Linked DNA regions of Mus musculus: all the other regions are linked to region 4. The links are chromatin contacts, called in public HiChIP or PLAC-seq and promoter capture Hi-C maps. All regions are on one chromosome and are shown on one strand. Each heading gives the region's core, a stretch centred on a gene start, on an enhancer-like site or on the middle of the called end of the contact. The rest is flanking DNA. Distances are from core to core; before and after follow the strand shown. Region 1 has its middle 45 kb from the start of Gm34700. Region 2 holds the start of Usp12 (ubiquitin specific peptidase 12). Region 3 holds the start of Gpr12 (G-protein coupled receptor 12). Region 4 overlaps Flt3 (FMS-like tyrosine kinase 3).

Region 1 (3,034 bases), core at 519-3,018, 690 kb before region 4:
CTGTGGCCCTGCTGCCAGACAGCGCTGCTCTCGGGCTCCGAGCCACCTTGTCATGCTGTGTGAGACTCTGCTATTTTAAAAACGCTTATTTTCTGTGCCCTTTTCGTCTGACAGGTGAAGAATTGCCAAAATGTTGGCTCTAAATAACTCTCATTAGTCATTATCTGTGATGAAAGACCTTATTTACTACCTGGGAGCTCCTTCGAAGCCGTTCCAAGGCAATCTTTTTAACGCCGGGAGGGTCTCTCTCAGTCCTGGTTTGTACCCATAGAGACAGAATGCGGGCGGAGAGCTCTGTGCTCAGCTGCAGGCTAAGTATTAGAGGCTTGTGCGATTGAGGATCTGAGCTGGCGCATGCGAACTGGCTTTTAGAATGGTCTGAGCTCTTCTGCTGCTATCTTTAACATCTCCAACATGGTCAGCAGATATGGGCATGGTCTCATGCACTACCGGGGACTATTTTGCTTAGTAGGCTAAGTTTATTAAATGGCAGGAAACATATCCACCAGCCACAGACATAGTCAACGTTTTACATTTGAGAGGTTTCCCCTTGTGGCTAAGATGCCACAATGTGACCCAATAAGTATATAAAGACTTCAAGAGTCCACAGGACCAGAATGGAGAGATATACATATACACATATACACATACACATACACATACACATACACATACACATACACATACACATACACATACACATACATATACATATACATATGCCCTCAGGGACCACTGTGACCACTCAGATAGAGCCCTGACATAATTTCTTAGGAGCAGTCATCTAAACTCTAGACCTCACTTCCCTTTTTTTTAATTATTTATGTTATGTATATGAGTACACTGTAGCTGTTTTCAGACACACCAGAAGGGAGGGCATCAGATTCCACTACAGATGGTTGTGAGCCACCATGTGGTTGCTGGGAATTGAACTCAGGACCTCTGGAAGAGCAGTCAGTGCTCTTAACCGCTGAGCCATCTCTCCAGCCCACTAGACCCCACTTCTAAAGACGGTTCTTCAGTTTACTCTTCTCAGCACCCAAGTCTCTCTCCAGCCTGGGATTCACTCATACACTAATTATATTCGATATTTTCCCTTTGCTGTGACCAAATGTCTGGCAAAAGACAACTCAGGGGTTCATTGTTGGAGGGGATGCTATCCACCAGGCAGAGAAGGCACAGCAGCACGCAGCTCTGTGGTAGCAGGACAGCTCCTCACATCCCCAAAGTTCAGAAGGCAGAGGGATAAATCCTCAAGGGATACACCCAGGGACCCACTTTCTGAAGTGAGACTCCACCTTCTAAAACTCCCACCACACCAGATAATAGTGCTATTGGGAGACCAGTGCTACCAACTGGGGACCAAGTATCCAAACAGATGAGCCTCTAGGGGCATCTCATATTCAAACCACAGCACCAATGGATAAGGTTGACACTGGCTTTCATTAACCCAGAGTCCAGGGGCCCGTGTACAGCACTTCAGACAGCACCGTGAACCTCCAGCTGCCTCAGCACAAGGTGCACAGCAGGGAATGGCCTTTATAGCTGCGGAGAAGGTTCTAGACAAGAGGAAATGGGTCACAGAACCCAAATCTGGGGATGCGCCAACCCAACCTCCTTCTCTCCCACCCGATCTTGGGTCTCCAAGAACCACTTTCAACCTACCACCTTGCCAGGCTTCCCAGGAAGACATGATTCAGAGCTGCACAAATGGCCCCTGTGGTTTTCAGCTTCAGAAACAGGGCAGGAAGGAAGTGGGGGGTGTGGGGGAAGCAAGCAGCTTCCTCTTCCAGATCTCTGTTTAGTCTCTTCTTCCCCACTGGCCTGAGACACTGAAATAGCACGCTACTGCTTAAGAACCCTGTGTGCCAGCTATCACAGTGCTTGAGAAGGAGGGAGAAACCGTAGTACACGGAACGGTATTGCTAGCAGCCCAGCAAACAGTAGAGAGGGGAGAGAGGAGGCTGAGCCATGAGATTCCTGGAAATCTACACCAGGTTGAGGAGCAAGGGTCCCAGCAGAGCCTCTGTAGTACTGGAAACACATCCACAGGAGGATGGGTTGTTGTGGATTCTGTGTATTGCTTATATTATGTTAACTGGGTTCCCAAATTACACGGGAATTCACACGTCTGCATGTAAGATGCCATGGATCCCTGGCCCTAGTTGGCTCTAGTTGGTAGATAAAGTTGCCGGTGGCCAATGGCTGGGCAGGGAGACAGAGGCGGGACTTTAGATTTTCCAGGCAAGGGAACCCAGGGAAGAAGAGGGGATATTTACAAGCGCCACAGGGAAGCAGGAGGATCAGGCTTGGGAGCTGCAGGAGAGAAAGCACACAGTCATGGAAGAGCCAGGGAAGAGCAGACCCAGGGGACCCTCTCCCGTTTGGGGTAGCAAAGATGGGATATAGTTCTTTAGTAAGTAGTAACTCAGGAGTTTCAGAGGGAAGGCATCAGCAATGTGGAAGTTTGGGAGGGGCCCAGCAGCATTGAGCTTTTTAGGGCATTGTGGCGGTTTGTATACACGTGTCCCAGGGAGTAAGGAAGTGTGACTTTGCTAGAGTAGATGTGTCACTGTGGGTGTGGGCTTTAAGACCCTCACCCTATTTGCCTGGAAGTCAGTATTCAGCTAGCAGCCTTCAGATGAAGATGTTGAACTCTCAGCTCCTCCTGCACCATACCTGCCTGGATGCTGCCATGTTCCTGCCTTGATGATAATGGACTGAACCTCCGAACCTGTAAGCCAGCCCCAATTAAATGTTGTCATTATAAGAGTTGCCTTGTCACAGCAGTAAAACCCTAACTAAGACAGGCATATTAAAAATAAGGCTGTGTGTGTGTGTGTGTGTGTGTGTGTGTGTGTGTGTGCGTGTGTGTGTTTCATTCAAGAATCTACAATATTGAGGTGGTACCGAGAAGCACACACGCAGCCCCCAGCAGGGAGTTAGAGCAGATTAACTATTACTGCTACAGTGAGTAACAGAAAAAAAGCAATCCTGCAAAGCATACCTGGACAAAAAGCACCATATCCGCCCT
Region 2 (3,143 bases), core at 408-2,907, 550 kb before region 4:
GTCTAATTAGCACAACCAATCCCAGTAACTGTAAACACAGCCCCCTTCTCAACCCCAGGAAAGAAGAATTACCCACGTGGGAAAATGGAGCCTTCAGTGATTCCATAATCTTCCGACTTTTTTGATGCTGTGGATTTTAAGTCCACTTATTCCACCCCTTTTTTTAATACTGTTCCACAGAAAGTAGCACAGAGTCCACTTTTCCTACCTGATTCTCCACTCCTTACACACACACACACACACACTCACACACAACCACAGATCACTTGCAGGTGGAAGATGGTTTGGAGAATCTCCTAGATACAACCCAGAACACAAAAACGGAGATGAAGCAGGTGCAGGTCTTTGGTAAATAACTCCAGACCCACACTGCAAAGAGTAACTTTTTTCATTGATTCATAAATCACAATCTCTACGGCGAAGTTCATAAAGGAGGTAATGGATTTGCTTTATCACGTGGGAAGCCGTGGTGCTTCTGGCAATGCACAAAAACACGTTTGGAACCCACCCGCGCGCGTTTCGTTTTTTTCGGGGGAATCTGTGTACTTCAACCCCACACAGCGGTGTCTGCTCTATTAAAATAAACAAATGACAGGAAAGCGAATGCAGCTTTTCAAGATTAACACAGATTCCCAGAGACAAGGCTGCCATCTGGACGGACACAGGTTGGAAGCCGCAAGAGTTCCTATCGCTTCAGAGAGTTGAAAATAAGAAAACATTTCAACAGCACTCTTAAAAGTTTCCACCTTCACACGCCCCCTTCCCGAGCCAGGGCCTGGGGCTCCACCTAACCCGAGGAGGAACTCCGCCAGGACTTCCGTCTTCCAGTAGGATCGAGACCCTTCCTTCCTGCCGCAGACCCCCGCCCTGCCCCGCGCAGGGCCCCAAGGAAATGCCGCGTCCCTTCCCCTGGCACAATCCCCTCGCTTCCCGGTACCAGTCCCCAGTTTAAAGTCCCGGCTCCAGCCTCCAACCTCAGTCCACACCTCGAGTCCCCAAGTCCCCAACCCCAGTCTGCAGCCCTTACCCCCAACCCCGTCCCTGAGCCCCCAGGCCCTAGTCCCCAGCCACAGTCCCCGAGTCCCCGGTGCCCAGACCCAGAGCTCCCCGTCCTCAACTGCGACCCCGTGGTCAGGACCCAACCCCGAGCCCCGGTCGGTCCTATCCCCAGTGTCCCGGCCCCGCCTGCCGTGTCCAGCACGCCTTCCCCGCGGCCACTCGGCCCCGCGCCCGGTCCGCCCGCACACGACCAGGCCCGCGGGCGGCGCCTCGAAGGCGGGGACCGGCCCCCCGGGCCGCGCTGCCGCCGCACCTACCATGGTACAGATGGAGGCGAATTTGGAGACTGTCATTAGGATTTCCATCCGCCCGGCGCCATCTTCCAGACAGTCGCGGCGGGCGGGGGACGCGGGGAGCCGGGCCGCCCGCTCGCTCCGCAGCCCGCGGCCGCACCCGGAGCCGCCGCCGACCCACGCTTCTAGCCTGCTGGGCCGCCGCTGCCGTCGTCGCCGCGGGCGCTCAGGCTTCCTCCGGCCCAGCCCCCGCCCGCCGGCCGCCCGCCCGCCCCCGGCTCCGCCCCGGCGCACGGCGCAGCCGCCGCCTCAGGGCCCGCGCCTGCCCGGGAAGCCGCTCACAGCACACCCCGCCCAGCGCGCTGGGGAGAGAGCTCCGCGCAGGCCCTACCGCCCCGACGACCGGGCAGCGTCCTTCCGCCCCGCCCGCCTCCGGCGCCGCCACGCCCACCGCAGCTGTGCCACGCCCATGGTGCCCCGCCCTCCCACGGGGGGGGGGCGAGCTTGGGGAGGACGGCTCCACCCAGTGCGCGTTGGGGCGGGGCGAGACCCGTGCCGCGTTCCTCCTGCAGATGGGTCCTAGCGCCGACGTGAAGCACCTACCTTAGCTTGCAAGAGCGGGTCTTTAGGGGATCGAGCCTTTGCTCTGCGGCGTCTGTGACATCAAGCAGCCTTTAGAGCGACTGACAGTCAGTTGAAACAGAAGACGGAGACCATATCTGGGAAACTGGATGGGTTGGAAGGCAACCCCGCCAGAGTCCCAAGCACTTGGATGTTTTTCTGGGGTGAATCATCTGGGCCTAATTCCCTAAGAAAAGGCTAATTAGATAAAAAGACAAGATTTAACTCTATGAATTAGCAGTAGTGGGGGAGAAGAGGAAGGGGAGCCAATCCTGAAAAACAGTGGGATACCAACTTGGAATTTGTAACAGGGTGGTATGTCCCAAGTAAGAAGCCGAAGCCAATGTGTGAGGAGCACATAGACCGTGTTAGCTAGTGGATGAACGCTTCCTATTTTCTACCGGCAGAAAATTCATAAAACTTCATAAATTACTACTTTAAAAAGCCTGTGATTTGTTTTGATTGGTGATCTGAGGGTAGGACCTTTTCTGCCTTCCACCCAACTCCCCACCACACCGGGTCTGTGGAACTTGGGGCCTAAATTCCGACGAAAGCTCTAAAATCTGATAAGCCTCACTTCATAGTCCAAAGCATTCAAAAGACCGAGAATTTGAACAAAATTTAGTCGAGAAACAGATTTCTGGTACATGAATACTGTTTCCATAGCAATTCCATTGTAAGCGTTGGGGGAGGGGAACACCCACTGAATACAGCTAAGTATTCTGGCAGCTGCTTATTCTCCAGGTATCTACCTTCGTAGTGGCTAGGCCTCCCGCTTTTCTGTAGATACCACGGCAGGGGCTTGGACTCTGGTTTACACCAGTTCAGATCTATGCAATGTTTGTCGCGTTGCTCGCCACTCTAGACTCCACAAGCATAGAGCATGGTCGTACAACATCTATATTTTAAAGGTAAGGATGGGAGCTGGACATATGGCTTAGTTGGCGAAGTGTTTGTGTAGGTGTTCTGAGGTTTCATATCCTCAGCTGAAGTGCTAATCCTACTATGGTAAGGTCATCCTCAGCTATTTAATGAGTTCAAGACCAGCCTGGATCACTTGAGTCCTTGTCCCCAAAAAAATAAATGAATGAAAAGCCAGTCACAGGGAATTGTGACATGCACCTACAATCCCAGCATAGGAAACAGAGAAAGGTGAGTCTCTGTGAGTTCAAGGGCAGCCTGGACTAAATAGCAAATCTACAGATCAGCCAGATCTATGCAGGGAGACCT
Region 3 (3,242 bases), core at 515-3,014, 760 kb before region 4:
CAGAGCAAACATGAAGAGGAAGGAGATGGAGAGGATGGCAGCGTTGTTCTTAGTGAGAGGTCTGACCACGCTGCAGGTGGACTCGTCCCTCAAGCAGTTCCAGCCCATGACGGGCAGCAGCCCCAGGCAGATGGAGGTTCCCCAGAGCATCACTAGCATGACATAGGTAAAGGTGACGGTCCTCTCGGAGTGGTACGTCAGGGCGTAATATAGCGAGAGGTAGCGGTCCACAGTAATAGCCAGCAAACTGCAGACAGAGGCAGAGAAAGAGGCGACAATGAGTCCGATGGTGACCAGCTTGGTGGCTTCTGACTGAAGCAGGTACGCAAAAACAAAATTGATGATGAGTCCCAGGCCAGCCAGCAGGTCTGCAAGAGCCAGGCTGCCTATCAGTAGGAACATGGGGGCTCGCAGGCTGGGGCTGTGGAAGATGATAAGGACCACAACGGCATTTTCACAGCAGATGAGGGTTCCTGAGCTGCACAAGACAATGTCCCAGGGGTTGACAACGAGCTCGGGTTCTGACTCCGCAACAGAGCCCTGGGAGGGGACAGCGGCTGAGATGTTCTCTGGAGCACCGGCATCTATACAGTCCCGAGGCAGCCCGCTTAAATTGACCTTCGGGTCTTCGTTCATTTTAACCCCTGTCCTCTTCAACGGAAAGACAGGCTTTTTAATGTTTGGGTACAGTAGGGTGCCAATCCAAGATCATGCAAAACACACAGAGAAAGACAGACAACCCTGGGCTCAGCTATCAGTGTCAAAATGCCACGAGCTTCAGGAATTAAAAACAAAAGCTAAAGTCTGCAACCGAAATGCTGTTTGTCTCTGAGGGAAACACGGATCAGGACTCCCGAGGCGGCACATGCACACTCGCACACTTGCCAAAACGCTGAAAACCGACATTGGCTAATTGCATCTCCCATGCCGAAAACCAACAACTGTTTGACATCTGGGCTGCTGAGAGAGCACCGCCCAGCAGCCACAAGTCTGCAGGAGGGTGGAATATTTTAAGGGCCCCAAACTCCCACCCTTCCCAAACATACCTCACGCGCGAGCACACCCCCAAACACACCTCCAGACTCAAACAAAGGGGTGGGGTCCCAGTCTCTCCCATGTGCACCGCTCAGAGTGCAAGGGCTACAAAAAAGGTAGGTGTGTACCACAGAGGTGCCCAGACAGACAGAGAGAAAGATATGCATGCATTTGGCACCGCTCCCCTAGCAGCGGGGACGCGCAGCCTGCGGGGCAGGGGGTTACCGGGGGTCACCTTGGCACGCCCTGGCCGAGGGGTGGCTCCTTCAGTGCTGCCGAATAGCTCGGGCCACCCGCGTGGCACGTCCGTGGTGGCGCCCGCGGCAGGTGAGCTGCGGTGCTCGCGCCCGGCTCTCCGCCCTCCGCGCTCCCCGCCGGGCGCGCATCCGCGGGAACCCCACGAGGCTGCGCGCGCCCCCGCAGGTCGCAGCTGCGTGAGGGGCGGGAGCCCGCCACCGTGGACGCCCGCCTGCAACAGTCATGCGAAGACCCACTCGAACGGCCGGAGAGTCTGGCGACCTACTTTGATCCTGTGGCTTCCCCGAGGCGCCCTTGACCCTGGGGCTCGGCTTCTTATGCTTTCCCCTAAAGAATTGTAAACGGCCGGGTTTTCGGGATGAACAGGAGGAATGCGGGGTAAGCAGGTTAGGGCTGGCGGAGGAGACTTACAACAGCAAGCGACTCCCTCTCTTAGATTGCAGTTGGCCGGTCTGCAAATTATTGTTCCCTTGGGGACGTTCGCTTAACTGGATAGGAGCTGCTGCTACTTAGATCGCCCAGCTGCACTTATTAGGCACTCTCGGAGCCGTTCGCGAGTGGAAATCATTTAGGGCATTCTTGCAAAAGCTTCCTTCAGGCACTGGCCCAAACCCAATTCATTTAAGTACCCAAGTGACACTTATTAATTTATTGTTTCCTGTACCTCATCCGCGGAGTCTAGGGTTAAGATCCTGAAGGTTGCCTGCCGGAAAAGGACTAGCCTGTGTCTCTCATCCTGGAACCGGATCAGATCTTAAATTTAATCACGCTCTCCAGCCTAAAGGTGGGAGGAGAAAAGTCCTATTTCCGTGTGACCTCAATGTTGTGCAAGGCAAAGGATCCTGAGGACCCTTCATATGGGGTTATCATCAGATGCATCTGCCTCCCCTGTGTCTCACTGAAATTCCTACTCCAGCCTACCAGGCTCCAAGTCTTAGATCTCTTTTTACCCCATGTTCCCCCACCCCAGCCCCAGCCCCGCGCGCATCCATCAGCAGCTGTCTCTACCGTGTCATGCTCCTGGTACCAAAACCCTCCCTTCACCTCCCTGGTTACAACCTTCCTCTAGCCGCCCCTTCCCCCTTTCTCACTAAGGCAACACACTAAACCCGGTGTGACCTTGCCATAATGCAGCAGATCCGTTCCGCCCAACCTGAGCTCTCACACTGCTTCTGAACTCTCTCCCTGGACATTCTGCTTTGGGACACGTGGAGCTGTTGAGTTTTCTGCTGAGTCTTCTCATGTCCCCCAAAAGGCTCCAGGACTCTTTCTGAGTCCTGTATTCCCTGCGGCAACACTTCTGAAACTTGACTTAGAAACCAGCAGTTCTGGGGTTGGGGTCCCGGCGTCAGTCCCAAGATGCTGGTGATGCCGACCTGCGGGTCACACTTTAAGAAACGAGGTTCTATGGAGTTTAATAGTCGTGTGTATGGAAAGGAGACATCACTTGCGTCAAGGACCGTTTGAAAGCCTGCGTGAACAAATTCACGAAGACATTATCTTAGCACTCACAGACACACCCTGGACCAGTGGTAAGACAAAAATCAACATTATCCCAGGTAGCAGGTACTGCTGTGAAGGGATGCTCCTGTCTCTTTTCATTTCTTTGTAATAAGCGGAAGCATTTTTAGAACAGAGCAATGGGAAATGAGCAATGTGGGGCTGGAGAGGTGGCTCAGTGGTTACATGCTCTGACTGCTCTTGCAGTGGACCTGGGTTCAGTTCCAGGCGCGTATAAGGTGACTCACAACCATCTGCAACTCCAGTTCCAGGGAATACGACGCCCTCTTCTGGCCTCCTGGAGCATTACATGCACAAGGTACACACAATACAAGCAAACACTTAATATACATAAAATAAACAGGTTGTTTAAAAAAAAAGCGGTCAATGGTTTCATATACACAAAAGCAGTTTAACAAAAGACAGCTCAAACCAACTGGTTAAATTTT
Region 4 (2,974 bases), core at 262-2,761:
TATTTTCAGACCGAAGTGAGTACTGAGAGTGTCGAGCAGAGAGGAGGAACTGGGGCAGCCTGGGCTGCTGTCATTTCATAAGCAGGGATGATGGTACTGAGACTCCCCTCCCCCTCCCCCCTGCCCCCCTCCCCCAGCACTGGCTGAACACACAGCACCAGGGGGACTTGCACCAAGGTGTCCTAATTCCTTCTTTTTCTTCCTCATTCTGAGGCTTGAACCAAAGCCTCGCGAAGGCCAGGCCAGAGCTCTACGCCTGAGCTCTTCAGCCCTTACTGTTCATTTCATTCTTTCTTTCTTTAAAAATTTGATGCCAGGGGGACATGGTGGCAGCGCACATCCTTAGCCCCAGTGCTCCAGAGGCAGAGGCAGAGGCAGAGGCAGGCAGATCTCTGTCTGAGTTCCGAGGCCAGCCTGGTCTACAGAGTGAGTTCCAGGACAGCCAGGGCTACACAGAGAAACCCTGTCTTGAAAAATGAAAAGAAGAATAATTATGTTTTTATTCCTGTGCATGTGTGTGGGCGCTGGGGGAGGGTGCATGCTCGGCACACAGGTGAAGGTCAGAGGTCAACTTATACCATTCCAGTTTTTCCACCATGTGTTTTTGGGGGGCAACTCCAGCCCTCAGGCTTGGTAGCAACTACCTTTACCTGCTGAGACATCTCACTGTCTATCTGTCTGTCTATCATTGTCTATATGTCTTCTGTCTGTTTATCTATCAATCATTTGTCTGTTTATCTATCTATCATTTTCTGTCTATCTTTCTTTCTCTCTCTCTTTCTTCCCTTCTTAAACATTCATTTTTTGCCTCATCATACTTTGAATTGATTTTCACTTATGTGTAAGTATGTGCACATGAGCACACATGTCCAAAGAGGCCAGAGGCACTAGATTCCTTGGAGCTGGAGTTATAGATGCTTGCGAGCATCCTGCCGTGGGTGCTGGGTATCAAACTTGGGTCCCCTGGAAAAGCACTCTATGCTCTTAACCACTGAGCCATCTCTCTGGCCCCCTCACATTCTCTTTGAACGAACACATGTCAGTTATGTTGTATTTGGAGTCTTCCTGAACTCTTCATATAGTAACAGGGTAACAAACGCTACCAGTTAACTACAGCACCTTTAAACTTTATAGTGAATACCTGTGTGCTGCCTGTTCAGAAAAAAAAAAAACAAAAAGCTTTTTATACATGCTAGCTTGTCTCATGATCGGAAACATAAAACACATATAAAGCCACTTTATAGCTAAGGAAACCGAAACAGGTCTGAGTAAGGGCATTTTTTTTTTCAGGTGAAGATCTCATGCCAACCCCTAATGGATCTGTTCTGAGTGGCCAGCCCCCCAGAGATGCGTGGCTATTTTGCTTAGCTCTTAGTGAGCACAAAACAATCTTTTCAGCCTAAAGAAGTGAAGCACTGGGAGTTTTTTTTTTCTCCCCTTGGTGTCACCATAAATCAAAAACGCATCACAGAGAGTGCAGGTGTTTCCTGTACTCGTGACAAAAAGCAAACGGCTCACGTTGCCCCTGACGACGTAGCTGGAGTCGCTCAGGATGTCTCGGGCCAGTCCAAAGTCACAGATCTTCACCACCTTCCCGTGGGTGACCAACACATTCCTGGCTGCCAGGTCTCTGTGGACACACTGGAAGAGAGAGGCTTGAATGACATGGTCTGTGACTTACACCTTCAGAGAGAGACTCACAACAGTTACAGAGGACAGAGACCCATGACTGTCATACATCCCGAGAACACTGGCTGAGTCCTAAGTTAACTCAGCTGCAGTCATCTGAGGCATCCCTGGAGCTATGAGCCAAAGAAGTGCCAAAGGGGGCCTTCGCCTAGCTCCAGAGACGCTTCTAACAGCCGGCTTCCTGTGCGTGCGTGTGTGCGTGCGAGAACAGAATCCCTTTTGGATAAAGAACTGGCTTTCAGAATAAAAGTGCATCATATCTGACAGGCCTAGTGGTGCAGATCCATAATCGCAGCACTGGAGAGGCTGAGGCAGGAGGATTTCTAAGTTTGAGGCCAGCCTGGACTACACATAGAGGTCGTGTCTCTAAATGAATAAATAGATTAAGATTGAAGAAAGCATTCAGAAGAAGTGAGTTTGGGGGGACCAAAGAGATGATAGCTCAGTGAGAAAACGCATTAACCATGTAACCCTGATGTCCTGAGTTCGATTCCTGGGTCCCACAGTGGAAGAATTAACTCCCACAGTTTGTCCTCTGACTTCTGCACACACACTACGGTACATGGGCCCCACATTCTCATACACACACACACACACACACACACACACACACACACACACACACACACTTGCTTTCACATGCACATACAGGGTACAGGGGGCAGACAGACAGACAGAAGATAACGATGAGTTTCGAGGAGTACATGAGAGTAGAGCCCAGAGTCTCTGAAGGGAATGAACTCTGTAAGAGAGCACATGGTGTCCATGGGGGTCCACTACGCTCTCCTCAGCCTTTAAAAGAACAAAGCCTATAAAAACAGGAATGTCTGTGCCGTGACTCCTGCCCTCCTTCTCCAAGTCTGGCTTTCTTCATGTGGCATCTCCTAGATGTCTGTCCCCATCCCCATCATGTCCTCCTGACTACCTGCCCTGCCCGTATTCTTCCCAGCTGCTCTGGGAAGGCTCCTTCTGACCAGCAAGAAGGCTGCCCAGCCTGGACTGGCTTTGACTAGTCCCTCTCCCTCTGGATTCCATCCGAGGGAGGCTCTCTTGCTCTCTTGCCTGTTCCTCACCCCTTTTTCCTTGGGGTAGCCATGCTAACTTTAGTGACAGTATCAATCACAAGACACTGATCTGATGTATAGGTCTGCTTGTCTTTCTCCTAGAAACATAAAACCTGTGGGCCCTGAAGTCACATCCTCATTGGTTTTCTGCCCCAGCACAGTGTCGCATGGAGCCACACAAATGTGTGACACAGTCACAGAGTGGGGAAGAGCACAGTGCT

Evidence for each region. Promoter capture Hi-C pulls out the DNA fragments that hold promoters and counts their contacts. HiChIP or PLAC-seq counts read pairs in DNA pulled down with a chosen protein or histone mark.
Region 1: a contact with region 4 is called in an H3K4me3 HiChIP or PLAC-seq map of the 230-238 cell line, with 10 read pairs. The contact joins two enhancer-like sites. A contact is called at or near these places in 1 of 15 datasets of contacts at CTCF or cohesin (the NIH/3T3 cell line), 1 of 484 Hi-C or Micro-C datasets (liver) and 1 of 115 datasets of contacts at active chromatin or transcription factors (the 230-238 cell line).
Region 2: an H3K27ac HiChIP or PLAC-seq map of double positive thymocytes shows a contact between it and region 4, with 6 times the contacts expected there. The contact joins the promoter of Usp12 here to the enhancer-like site in region 4. A contact is called at or near these places in 1 of 39 promoter capture datasets (hippocampal neurons), 3 of 484 Hi-C or Micro-C datasets (all in CD4 T cells), 4 of 115 datasets of contacts at active chromatin or transcription factors (double positive thymocytes, large pre-B cells, memory CD8 T cells and 1 more) and 1 of 9 other capture datasets (liver).
Region 3: a promoter capture Hi-C map of pre-B cells shows a contact between it and region 4, with 8 times the contacts expected there. The contact joins the promoter of Gpr12 here to the enhancer-like site in region 4. A contact is called at or near these places in 3 of 39 promoter capture datasets (embryonic stem cells, pre-B cells and second pharyngeal arch cranial neural crest), 2 of 115 datasets of contacts at active chromatin or transcription factors (embryonic forebrain and large pre-B cells) and 1 of 9 other capture datasets (macrophages).

The regions. Positions count from the first base shown.
Region 1 is chr5:146,653,858-146,656,891 of GRCm38.p6, forward strand. No RefSeq gene overlaps it. Among named protein-coding and RNA genes, the nearest start is that of Gm34700, 45 kb to the right of the region's middle. Within about 2 kb of position 1,769, at least 80 of the 459 cell types and tissues checked have an H3K27ac peak or open chromatin away from gene starts, as enhancers often do. A contact at or near this core is called in the 230-238 cell line, where this site is marked.
Region 2 is chr5:146,793,299-146,796,441 of GRCm38.p6, forward strand. Usp12 (ubiquitin specific peptidase 12) reads right to left here and starts at 1,658. Exons shown (of 9, transcript NM_011669.3): 1 at 1,317-1,658. The coding sequence starts at 1,364. 1700041I07Rik (a long non-coding RNA gene) reads left to right here and starts at 2,527. Exons shown (of 2, transcript XR_377208.4): 1 at 2,527-2,824.
Region 3 is chr5:146,583,475-146,586,716 of GRCm38.p6, forward strand. It overlaps Gpr12 (G-protein coupled receptor 12), which reads right to left and starts at 1,765. Exons shown (of 2, transcript NM_001359056.1): 1 at 1,271-1,765; 2 at 1-651. The coding sequence starts at 636. It overlaps Gm34333 (a long non-coding RNA gene), which reads right to left. Exons shown (of 4, transcript XR_377206.1): 4 at 3,142-3,242.
Region 4 is chr5:147,339,695-147,342,668 of GRCm38.p6, forward strand. It overlaps Flt3 (FMS-like tyrosine kinase 3), which reads right to left. Exons shown (of 24, transcript NM_010229.2): 20 at 1,519-1,641. Among named protein-coding and RNA genes, the nearest start is that of Urad, 19 kb to the left of the region's middle. Within about 2 kb of position 1,512, at least 83 of the 459 cell types and tissues checked have an H3K27ac peak or open chromatin away from gene starts, as enhancers often do. A contact at or near this core is called in the 230-238 cell line, double positive thymocytes and pre-B cells, where this site is marked.